Regions from separate parts of the Rattus norvegicus genome. Here all the other regions are linked to region 3. A link is a contact called in public Hi-C data. All regions are on one chromosome and are shown on one strand. The core of a region is the stretch at or near the end of the contact, and the rest is flanking DNA. Distances in the headings are between cores, read along the strand shown. Region 1 holds the start of Pabpc1 (poly(A) binding protein, cytoplasmic 1). Region 2 has its middle 58 kb from the start of Ywhaz. Region 3 holds the start of Zfp706 (zinc finger protein 706).

Region 1 (3,479 bases), core at 726-3,225, 380 kb after region 3:
TGGATATTTATTCACTGCCCCTTCAAGCATTTACATTTATGAGGACCAGAACAACCATTATTAAAGTGCTAAGGTTAAGACCTTGGCTTCGCCATCTTTATTTCAGGATACCCAGCATGATAGGCATTCAATGACTATACTAATGGAACCGACTATGCTCCTAGTAGAGTGAAGGGTGTTTTTGATTAACTATTTAAACTATAGCCTTATTTGAGTAAACAGATTGTGTAGTATGTTTTCCTAAAGAACAGCCTTAAACGATACTCATTTGTAAAGCATACAACGTATTTTTCAAAACTATTATCTTCCATTAATATGAGTGGGGAGGTGAGAATGGGAAGATGGGAACAGCATCTAAGATTCTCTGGACCTAAATTCTAACTGAGAAGAGTTATGACTAATTTACACTAGGCAATAGGCTAAGTATGCACTGACGATCATTGCATTAAAGAGCTGAGCAGTCATTTAACTTTTGACACTGTTAACCGTAAAATTAGTAAGTACTATTTGCTTCACTTCCCACACATCACTGTCAAAGGATGTTTATATAGGACTTCAAAACTGTAGAAACCTACTAAAGTGTGGTTTTTATGTTGATGTAATGTCATTTCTATTTGTGGCTATCAATCATTTACATCATCCCCCAACACTGGCACCCAGGAGCTAGATATGTAGATTAGGGTGCCCCTCAACTCGGAGATCTGCAAGACCCTGCCTCTATAACGCTGGGTTAAAGGCATCGGCGCCACCCCTGGTTAAGCGGGTGAAAGGCGTGGCCACGAAGCCTGCTTAAGCAGGCTATCTAGGTTTGTTTGGTTAAGAGTGACAGAGTAACTGTGAGAAACGCATACTTTAAAGGAAAACCCATTTTTCTCGAGTCCTGTTTACCACTGTAAAAAATGTAGGAAGCAGCTCAGAGATTCCGACAGAATATCTTAAGCGCCAGACTTCCAACAGCCGCCTCCCCTTCCCTCCCCTCCCCCTCGTCAAGGGTCCTGGACCCGTGCTGGGTCACGCCCGGGACGGTTGGGGTCCGGTTGAGGTCAGCCAGCCCGCGGCCGTTGAGAACTCCAGCTCCCGGCAGGCACCGCTTCCGCGGCCCACGCGCGTGGCGGCGCTGCCCGCTGGGACTCGTAGTGCGGTCCGGGTAGGAGAACGTGGCAGCTACCCTGCCTCCCTCCGCGTCCACCTCGGAAACTCGGCCGGCAGAGGCTCACGCCCGCCCACCCGTGTCCGGCGCCGCTCGGGGCGGGGGGCTAGCGAGGCAGAACCCCAGCCGCGGCGCCGGGAAGAGGCCGCGACTATTCGCGCACGTGAGGGGCGGTTGGCGCCCAGAAACCCGGAAGCCCCGCGCGCCGCCCACCCGCTGCGCTGACGGGTTAACGCTCTTTCGGGCGGAGGCGGGGCGTGTGCGCGAGGGGCGTGGCCAGCAGCCGCGCCGGGACCGCCTACTAACTGCCCCGCCCTTTCCTGGCCCTGCGCAGCGGGAAGTCGGCCCCTGGCTGGGGCGCGTGCGCAGAAGCCCCGCCCCGCCTCGGCCACCACCCCCACGCCCGCAGCAGCCGCTGCCGCCGCCACCTCTCCCTTCCTCTGCGCTTTCCTCCGCCTCCTCCGGCGCCGTCGCTCGCGTAGGGCCCTGGCGTCAGACGCGCGTGGGCGGGGCGAGTGCGGCGGGGGGTATAAGTAGAGGGTGCAGGAGGCGGTGCTTCCCCTTCTCCCCGGCGGTTAGTGCTGAGAGTGCGGAGTGTGTGCTCCGGGCTCGGAACACACATTTATTATTAAAAAATCCAAAAAAAATCTAAAAAATCCTTTGAAAAAACCCAAAAAAATTTACAAAAAATCCGCGTCTCCCCCGCCGGAGACTTTATTTTTTTTTCTTCCTCTTTTATAAAATAACCCGGTGAAGCAGCCGAGACCGACCCGCCCGCCCGCGGCCCCGCAGCTCCAAGCAGGAACCCAGAGACCGAGGCCTTCCTGCCGCCCGGACCCAGCACCGCCAGCCTCGCTCCCCCGGTTCCACGGCCGTTGAGTACGCGTCGATTCCGGTTGAATTTTGTCCCTCTGCGCTCGCCCCCGCTCCCCTCCCCCCGGCTCCGTCCCCCGGCCCCGCACTCGCTCTCCTCCTCTCACGGGAAAGGTCGCGGCCTGCGGCCCCGCGGGCAGCCGTGCCGAGATGAACCCCAGCGCCCCCAGCTACCCCATGGCCTCTCTGTACGTGGGGGACCTGCACCCCGACGTGACCGAGGCGATGCTCTACGAGAAGTTCAGCCCGGCCGGGCCCATCCTCTCCATCCGGGTCTGCAGGGACATGATCACCCGCCGCTCCTTGGGCTACGCGTACGTGAACTTCCAGCAGCCGGCGGACGGTAAGCGGCAGGCCGGAGGGTGGCGGGCGGGCGGCCATGCGGCCGGGGCGGCGGGCCTAGCGGGCCGGGCCGAGGGGGCGGGAGGGCACGGCGCCGCAGCCCCTCGCGGGCCGGCACTTCCTCCTCTGCGACCATTTTCTCGCCATCGGTCGCTCTCAAACTTTAGGGCGATGACGCGCCGGGAGGGTGGGTAAGGTAGCCTTCCCGGCGCTCCCGCCACAAGCTGTGGGGTTCGGGGGTTTCGAGCCCCCTCTGGAGTGGAGCAACGGGTGGAGGCGCCCCTCCATCTCCTTCCCTGGCCCGGCATTCAGGCTGGGGAGGAAGTACGATTCAGTGTTGGGAAATACCACGTGTTGAACCCTGTAACCTCACAGGCCCGAGGCCTGTTCCTGCGGGTGGCTCAATCGCTGGGAGGAGCCCCAGGCTTTAGAAGAAAGTTAATAGGGAGATGCCTGTTGGTGGTCCTTAGGGTCATGAGCTCCTTCCTAATAGCATACCCCTGGCTTGTGGACCGCGAAAGGGACATTATACCATGTGCACTGCCTGGGGTTTTCCCTAGATGAAGTATTTTCTGTCTTTAACCCTGCAGTGGAGGAGGGGATGTGGAAGACTCTAGGGCACCAGACACCTTGGCTCATTTTCAAACAAATTAGTTGGATATTAAGTTTAATAGAAGTGATTATTTAATGTATACATGCATATTTTTTCTAAAATAGCACCAGTGGTTATGAATTTTAAACTGCTGACCAGTTTTGGTCGTAAACATTAGGGTAACCTGGATAGGATTATGCTGAATTAGTAGCAGACAACTAATAATAGCTTCTTTGATTTTTTTTTGTGTGTGTGTGTGAAGTGTTTCAGAATCTTGGAGTAGTTGAGAAGTAACACATTGAGTTTATATTCTTAAGTTTGACAGTTCACTGAAACAGAAATCCAAGAATCAGATAAGGTCTACAGTCTGATGTTAAGTTTTTAAGTCTAGATGACCCTGACTAGAAGTCAGTTCTGTCTGGCTTTTATTTTAATAAGGAAGACTGGGGTTGATCAGTTTTTCATAGATAAAGGTGATACTGAGATTTTGAGTAAACAGCATCTTAGGTGATCGGAAGCCAC
Region 2 (3,306 bases), core at 677-3,176, 270 kb after region 3:
ATAGCATAATGAGAAACATTTTTAAGTTTACATTTAAAAGACAAAGGAAACTCAAAACCTTGACCTTGTGAACATGATAGTTGGTCATACAGTTTAGTGTGAGGAACACCTTAGGTCTATAGTTACAAGGCAACCAAAGGAAGTTGTAACTGTGATAGCTGTGGTATAGATTGAGCACAAGAAACACTTTAAGTCTATAGTTAAAAGGCAACCAATGGAAACTGAACTTGTGATCTGAAAAGCGGATCATACAGTGGAATGTTTTATTAGAGTTAGGCTAATTTATAAGAAATCTATTGGTTAATGTTAGGACAGTGGCATAGCAAGAAGGAGAAATATGAAGCAGTTAGTCACCGAAAACTGAGTTTAGATAAGGTTACATCTGAACTTGTGTATCCTTTATTGTGAACTCTGTGAGCAAGGCACACCTGTCTGACTTTGGTAAGAGACCTGCAGTCTTAGCTAGTTAGCAAGTTGACTAATGACTAATATAGTAGTGAGTTGCCTTGGGGTGAGGAGCTGGGTCTGTTTTCTAGCTGTCAAGGTAATCAGAAACCTGGGAAGAAGAAATTATGATCTAAATTTTATATATTAATTAAAATGACAGAAGTTGGTCTACAATCCACTACCTGAACACTTTCTAGGACCCTGTGGTCTCCATCATAACTTGGGCAGAGGTGGTTTGGCCATCAGGCCCAGAGACGAGAAGCTTTTTCCTGTGGGGGAAGAGTGTGGGAGAAATGGTCCACATCATCTAGGCGATATGAGACGTCTAACTCTCTGGGTGTCCTCTGTCTGCCCACAGTGCAGGCTGAGCCCTGGCAGCAGCAAGGCAATGGAGCAGTGTGTCTCAGTGGTTATCATATCTCAATCCTGGTAGAATTCTTTTTTGCTGTGCTCATATCTTTTTTGGAGACGTTGGGGAATAAACTGTCAGGATTTGGGAGTCTCTGTTTATCATAATAAGTTTAAACATTTAACATTTCATTTAGCAGATTTCTGACAAGATCGAGAACTGGTCTATTAATCATATGTGAGTTAGACAAGCTTTGTTTAATTATTTGTTCTAGAATGTATCTAGCAAATAAAGAGAACACACTGTGACTTAATGACAATAGCAAAAACAAGGCTAAACTTACATTTAAGGCGGTGATCGTTAACTTTTTACTGTTTAGAAATCATTATTGACCAAGGCAGGATAGAACGAAAATCTTATCTTGCTAAGTGACTTTGACAAACTGTACTCCTAAAGGCATAACAATGATGGCGCTGAAGCTACAGTCAGCCATGTGACTGCCCTTATCTAAGATGGCACTGAAGCAATAACATAGCAAAACCTTATCTGCCCACAACAAAGATGTCGGGCAGTCACAAGACTTCCCCTAGTTAAGATGGCGCTAGGAGTCACGTGTTATACCTTAGGATGGAGCTGTAGAAATGTGGCTGTGTATCTTTTTTTTTTTTTTTTTTTTTCTCGGAGCTGGGGACCGAACCCAGGGCCTTGCACTTGCTAGGCAAGCGCTCTACCGCTAAGCTAAATCCCCAACCCGGCTGTGTATCTTAAAACGGAACAAGAGAAACAGCAAAGACAAACATGGAAAATCTAAGCAGTGCAATGTGAGGGGTGCTGTTTGGCAGCAGGCAGTGGCCACAGGAGCACAACTGCGGACTGCAGAGCAGATTATTGACAAGGAGGGTAGGGCAGAGAGCAGCGGCTGAAGCAGCATTCAGTCTTCTAGCCACTCTGCTTAGGATGGAGAGCGAGTGTGCTCCGGGAACTCAGGGCGGTGTGGGAGATCACGCCCGCAGCACAGAGCACCGCCAGGTGGCGGGGTTGGGGGACGGTGGCAGCACACAGTGTGCACTGTCCTTGCTGCCTGAGCTCTAGTCAGCTGGTTGGCTGCTATGGAGTCAGGTCTAGCAGTCAGGGGGAATGTGGAGAGTTCAGGACAGACAGGCAGCAGCGGCTAAGAGAACAAGGGGCGGGGCTAAAGGGCGTGGTGGCGGCCGAATCAGAGGGCAGGGAATCCGGAGTGGAGAAGAAGCAACGAGGGAGTGAGGCAGGGGAAATGGCCTGGAGATTGCTAGCGCGAGAGAGTCGTAAAAGTTTGTTATTAAAGTGCCAGTAAGTGGCCATTTAGAGTTATTGATTGGTGGGTATGGGGGCAAATTTTAACCAGGAGATGTGGTGGAAAAGACATTCCCTGGTTGAGAGTAGGAGCTAGCGACTTTCTCTTTCTAGCGTCTGAGGACAAATACAGTAGCTGGAAACAGGCAGCCAAATCAGATCACCAGGTCATCACGCAGTGAACTAGCCCAAGCTGTGGGGCTCAGAGTCTGAGGAAGAATGGCTTACCTAAGCTTAGAATTATTTTCAACAGTGTGAAAGAGAGGGAGAGGGGGAGGGAGAGAAAGAGGGAGAGAGAGAATGAATGAATGAAGGGTTAGTGAGAAAACCAGTCATAAAGACTGAATGCCTCCTCAAGGACACCACAGGGTGTCTGCGAGCTCAACAGCTCTCCTCCTTTCAGACTAGGAGATGTTTAAACTGACCAGTGGAAGGAGGGAGCTTACCAACTCACTGGTATTTGGGTAGATAGGCAAGAGATCTGATGGCTGCGAAGTCCATGTGGCAACAGGGAAGTATGAACTCGTGCAACCTGTGAGTTTCAAAATCTGAGTCACAGCACCTTTTACAAAAAAGAAAGAGCCAGGATATGTTTAGTAGAGGCACAGTATGATGAGGTTGAAGGGGGTTCCTCTGCGGCCCATGCTGAGGCATCACTGCCCCCTGAGGGGGCTGAAGATCAAAAGTGCCCTCTTCCCAAGGCCAGGGTAACCCCAAAAGTAAAAAGAAAACACACCAGCTTTTCTTTCTTTCTTTTTTTTTTTTTTTTTTTTTTTTGGTTCTTTTTTTCGGAGCTGGGGACCGAACCCAGGGCCTTGCGCTTCCTAGGTAAGCGCTCTACCACTGAGCTAAATCCCCAGCCCCGGGACTCACTCCTTTAAAGTTAGGTTTGGTCCACCTACTGACAGAAGTTATTCCACGATCTTGAGGGTGTTCAATGAGTACACAAATGTGTTGGGCTTAAACTTTGTGTTTTCCATTAAACAGGCCCACTTCTGGAGCTCCACCAACTTTAGCCGGGAGGGTGGGTCCTAGTCAAGAGACATTGCCAGGGGTCACTAGAGCTTCACTGAAAAAGGGTCCCTGTGCTACAGTGTTGCAATGTGGATCAACTGAGCATGTGTTTCCAGTTGAAGAAGACCCTGGCCAACAGAATTCAGCCTCCAGACTCTCTCTTG
Region 3 (3,465 bases), core at 537-3,036:
AACCCAAACACCTCGTGATTCCTGATAGACCCGGTTTAACAAAGCCCTGTCCTGAGATGGAGAACTCCACCTATTGCTTCTATTAAGTTCTCAAATGAGATATGAATTAAAAACTCAAGGAATATTAGCTATTATGAATACTTCCCCAGGCCGCGGGAGGAAAAAACGACAAACCAATCCTACTTCACAACAGAAGTCTTCAGACCCCACCCTGACCCACCGCTGCAGATTTCATGGTCCAGTTCCAGTGTTGACACTCATGCGTAGACAAACAGCTCTTTGTGTTTCTCATGTCTAGATCCTCCAAGACTCTCAACCCAAAATACAACAAATGTGACCACCATTAATAGTTATATTATAGCTTTTTAAAAAAAGATTTATTTATTTATTTATATACATGAGTACACTGTAGCTGTCTTCAGACACACCAGAAGAGGGCATCAGATCCCATTACAGATGGTTGTGAGCCACCATGTGGTTGCTGGGAATTGAACTCAGGACCTCTGGAAGAGCAGTCAGTGCTCTTAACCTCTGAGCCATCTCTCCAGCCCATAGTATAGCTTCTTGACATGTCTTTTCCAAACCTCAGTCTCTTCAGACACATTCTGTTCAATATCAGCACTTTGTTGGTCACTGGCTAAAGAGTAATAAAAATGAGCTTACAGAACTGATTACCATCAGCAATAGTAACAAAACTAATGTGAACAAAAAAAGTGAAATCAAAGATAAATACACTCCAATCATGGCCCAACTGCAGTAAGCAGCAAGCTCACGTCTTTCTGGCTATTTGAAACAATATTGTGACAAGGCTATCATAGTCCAAGGAAAGTAGACTATCCTCATATTCAACCAATTCTCTGGACACTGCCAGGCAAATTTGAGATTCCAACTTGTCATGGTGACACGTGTCACAGTTCCTGTGAAGGTGAAAGGGTCAGGAGTTCTAGGACAGTCTGGCCCACAAGGTGATTTTTTTAAGGCCACAAATGCAGTATAACTATAACCCAATTAGATTTAACTGGGAAGCAACATGTTGCAGGTACAAGGGCAAGGAATGCAGATATTTACCACCACCATTTCTAATCACCACTAGATGTTCTCGATGTTAGAATTGCAATCGCTCTTAATCAGGTATTTTAAGTTTACTACGTTGTCTAAATCAAGTGGTGGCAGGGAGCGACCTTTTATTCTTTCCCCAAATATTAGCAATCCAATAGCCTGCCTGCACAGGCTAAGCAGGCTCGGATGGATTTAGCAGGATTTTCAGGCTCAAGTCTCCAACTATGTGAAAGTCCCTGGTAGGTCAAAATACCCTGAGCACGGAACCAGTGAGAGAACAATGGCAGCGAGTCTGGCAAGGGGTCACGGCCGACCGGCGGCCACGCGGGGCCCCGGGCGCGACTCCCCCGCCGCTCCGGCTAGCGCCTTACAGGGCTCCGAGCTAGCCAGGGAAGAACGAGGGCGGCGGGGCTGAGGCCAGGCCTGGTGAGTGGGAAACAAGGGAGTGACTATCGAGTCACTCTGCCGACCACCGCCCGTAGGCCGGAGGTCACACACCGCAGGGGCAGGACAAAGCGCCCCCGCGCAGAGGCACCACCAAGAGAGAGGGCTGGAAGGAGGGAGGCGGGCGAGGGCTCTGCAGTTCCCGTCCTAGGCCCCGCCCCTGCGCGCTTATGTAACAGGGGAGAGCTGCCATTGGTTTGCAGACCGGAAGGACGCGAGCATGCTAGAGGGGCGGGGCAAAGCCACCGCAGGAAGGTGAGGGGCGGGATCACGCGGGCGGGCGGGCGGCGCTGAGGCGACTGGGAGTGCGGCGCGGCGTGCGCGGGCACGAGCGACGGGCCTGCCTCGGGCTCAGGCGCGGCGGGCGCGCGCTGCGGCGGGTGTGCGAGGCGCGGGCTGTTGTGCTCCCGGCTCTGCTCGGTCCTTCCTCTGCGGGTGGCGGAGGCCCCAAGCGGTGCGGGGCTCGACCCTTCCTTCCCTGCTCGTCCTGCTCAGCTCTTCTCGCGCTGCGCCGTCTCTCGGACGCCACTCCGTCCCGGCCCGGGTGAGCGACGTCGCAGGACGCGGGAGCCGGGTTGGGAGGCACGCGGCGGCGGGAGGCCGGGGCGGGCGGCTGACTCCCAGCGGAGCAGGCGCGGGGCTGAGGGCGGCCGAGGCCTCGGGCGGGCCGGGCTGCAGCTGTGGGGTTGAGTCTGCCCACGAATGGCTGTTCAAAGCTGGGATCGGGCTGTGGAGCCGGCCTGGGCCTCTTGCTCTGACTGGTTGCAGAGTGTGAGCCCATTTCCTGGCTCCCCGGCCTCAGAGTAAGTTGTTTGGCTTTAAGCAGCCCCTAAGGGCCGGAGCTTTACTTGTTGCCTCCTTCTCGAGAGTCTTGGTATTCCAAGAACTCTCCCTGGTTAGTAGCTCATTTGCAGCCTCCCAGGAAAGCTAAAACTTTTATTAAAAATCAGCTGGTAACCGTTTGCAAACGATTTATTGCCTTTCAATTTGTCCCACTTAATCAGGGAGCAGTTTATACGTAAGATTTTGTGGAAAACTCGATGGTCGAGGGCAAATCGTAAGTTGAGCTGTCCGAAAGCAGGTGGTTGGATCGTTTGCACTTCTGCTTTCGGAAAGGAAATCCGTGCCACTGTGCTGTCAGAAGTCAGGGGCCTGCCCCACTCAGCTAGCCTGTTAGAGCAGATAGCCTTTGCCTAGTGTTACATTTTGTGTCTATTGAAGCGCATGCCTTTTTGTAACTGTTGTTGGGTGGTAAAGAAAATGTGTTAAATCTTAGGTGCCCAGTTATGTTTCTGTTGCCCTAAATGCAAAAGTTAAAAATAGTTTTTGCTTATCTGATGGCATTGGTTTTTTACAGCACACTACATGAAAAGGTTACCAAAGTCGCTGCTTTAATTTCTAGATGACAAGGAAAATTCTGGAATTACTGATGTGCGGTTTTGTAACTTAAAAAATCAAACATAAAACCCTTAAGGACTGCTCACCAAGTAATGTCTTCACATACACAAGCCATACTGTATGGAAGAGTTAAGATGTTTTATTTAAATAACCAGAATGTTCTAGTAAGGGTCTGATACTAAGACAGGGGAAATTAAGACTTTTCAAATTTTTGGTGTACATAAATTGAAGACCCACCATCAAAATGTACTTTTAAATATGCCATATAGCATAGTGGCACACGCCTTAAAATCCCAGCACTTAGGAGGCAGAGGCAGGCAAATCTCGGTAAGTTCTAGGCCAGCCAGAAGTATGTAGTGAGACACCCCCACACACACTTCCATATGCTATTGAACTTAGAACTGATGCAGTGTTGGTTTAAAAACACAAAATGAAGTATAGTTTTGATGACAAACAGTTGATATTTGCCTTGAGTGGGAATGGGGTTCTTACATTAGGCTAGCATATTAAACATTCTTGTAGTTGGTGAAAGACTGGACAGGGTTTATAAGAAAGCATCAATCC

The links. Hi-C and Micro-C count contacts between places; a contact is called where the count stands out from the background.
Region 1: a contact with region 3 is called in a Hi-C map of liver, with 3 times the contacts expected there. The contact joins the promoter of Pabpc1 here to the promoter of Zfp706 in region 3. A contact is called at or near these places in 2 of 12 Hi-C or Micro-C datasets (frontal cortex and liver) and 1 of 1 datasets of contacts at active chromatin or transcription factors (oligodendrocytes).
Region 2: a contact with region 3 is called in a Hi-C map of liver, with 3 times the contacts expected there. The contact joins the enhancer-like site here to the promoter of Zfp706 in region 3. A contact is called at or near these places in 1 of 12 Hi-C or Micro-C datasets (liver) and 1 of 1 datasets of contacts at active chromatin or transcription factors (oligodendrocytes).

Annotation. Positions count from the first base shown.
Region 1 is chr7:69,673,302-69,676,780 of GRCr8, reverse strand. It overlaps Pabpc1 (poly(A) binding protein, cytoplasmic 1), which reads left to right and starts at 1,975. Exons shown (of 15, transcript NM_134353.3): 1 at 1,975-2,366. The coding sequence starts at 2,174.
Region 2 is chr7:69,789,366-69,792,671 of GRCr8, reverse strand. No RefSeq gene overlaps it. Among named protein-coding and RNA genes, the nearest start is that of Ywhaz, 58 kb to the left of the region's middle. Within about 2 kb of position 1,926, at least 89 of the 93 cell types and tissues checked have an H3K27ac peak or open chromatin away from gene starts, as enhancers often do. A contact at or near this core is called in liver, where this site is marked.
Region 3 is chr7:70,057,480-70,060,944 of GRCr8, reverse strand. It overlaps Zfp706 (zinc finger protein 706), which reads left to right and starts at 1,786. Exons shown (of 4, transcript NM_001394374.1): 1 at 1,786-2,047.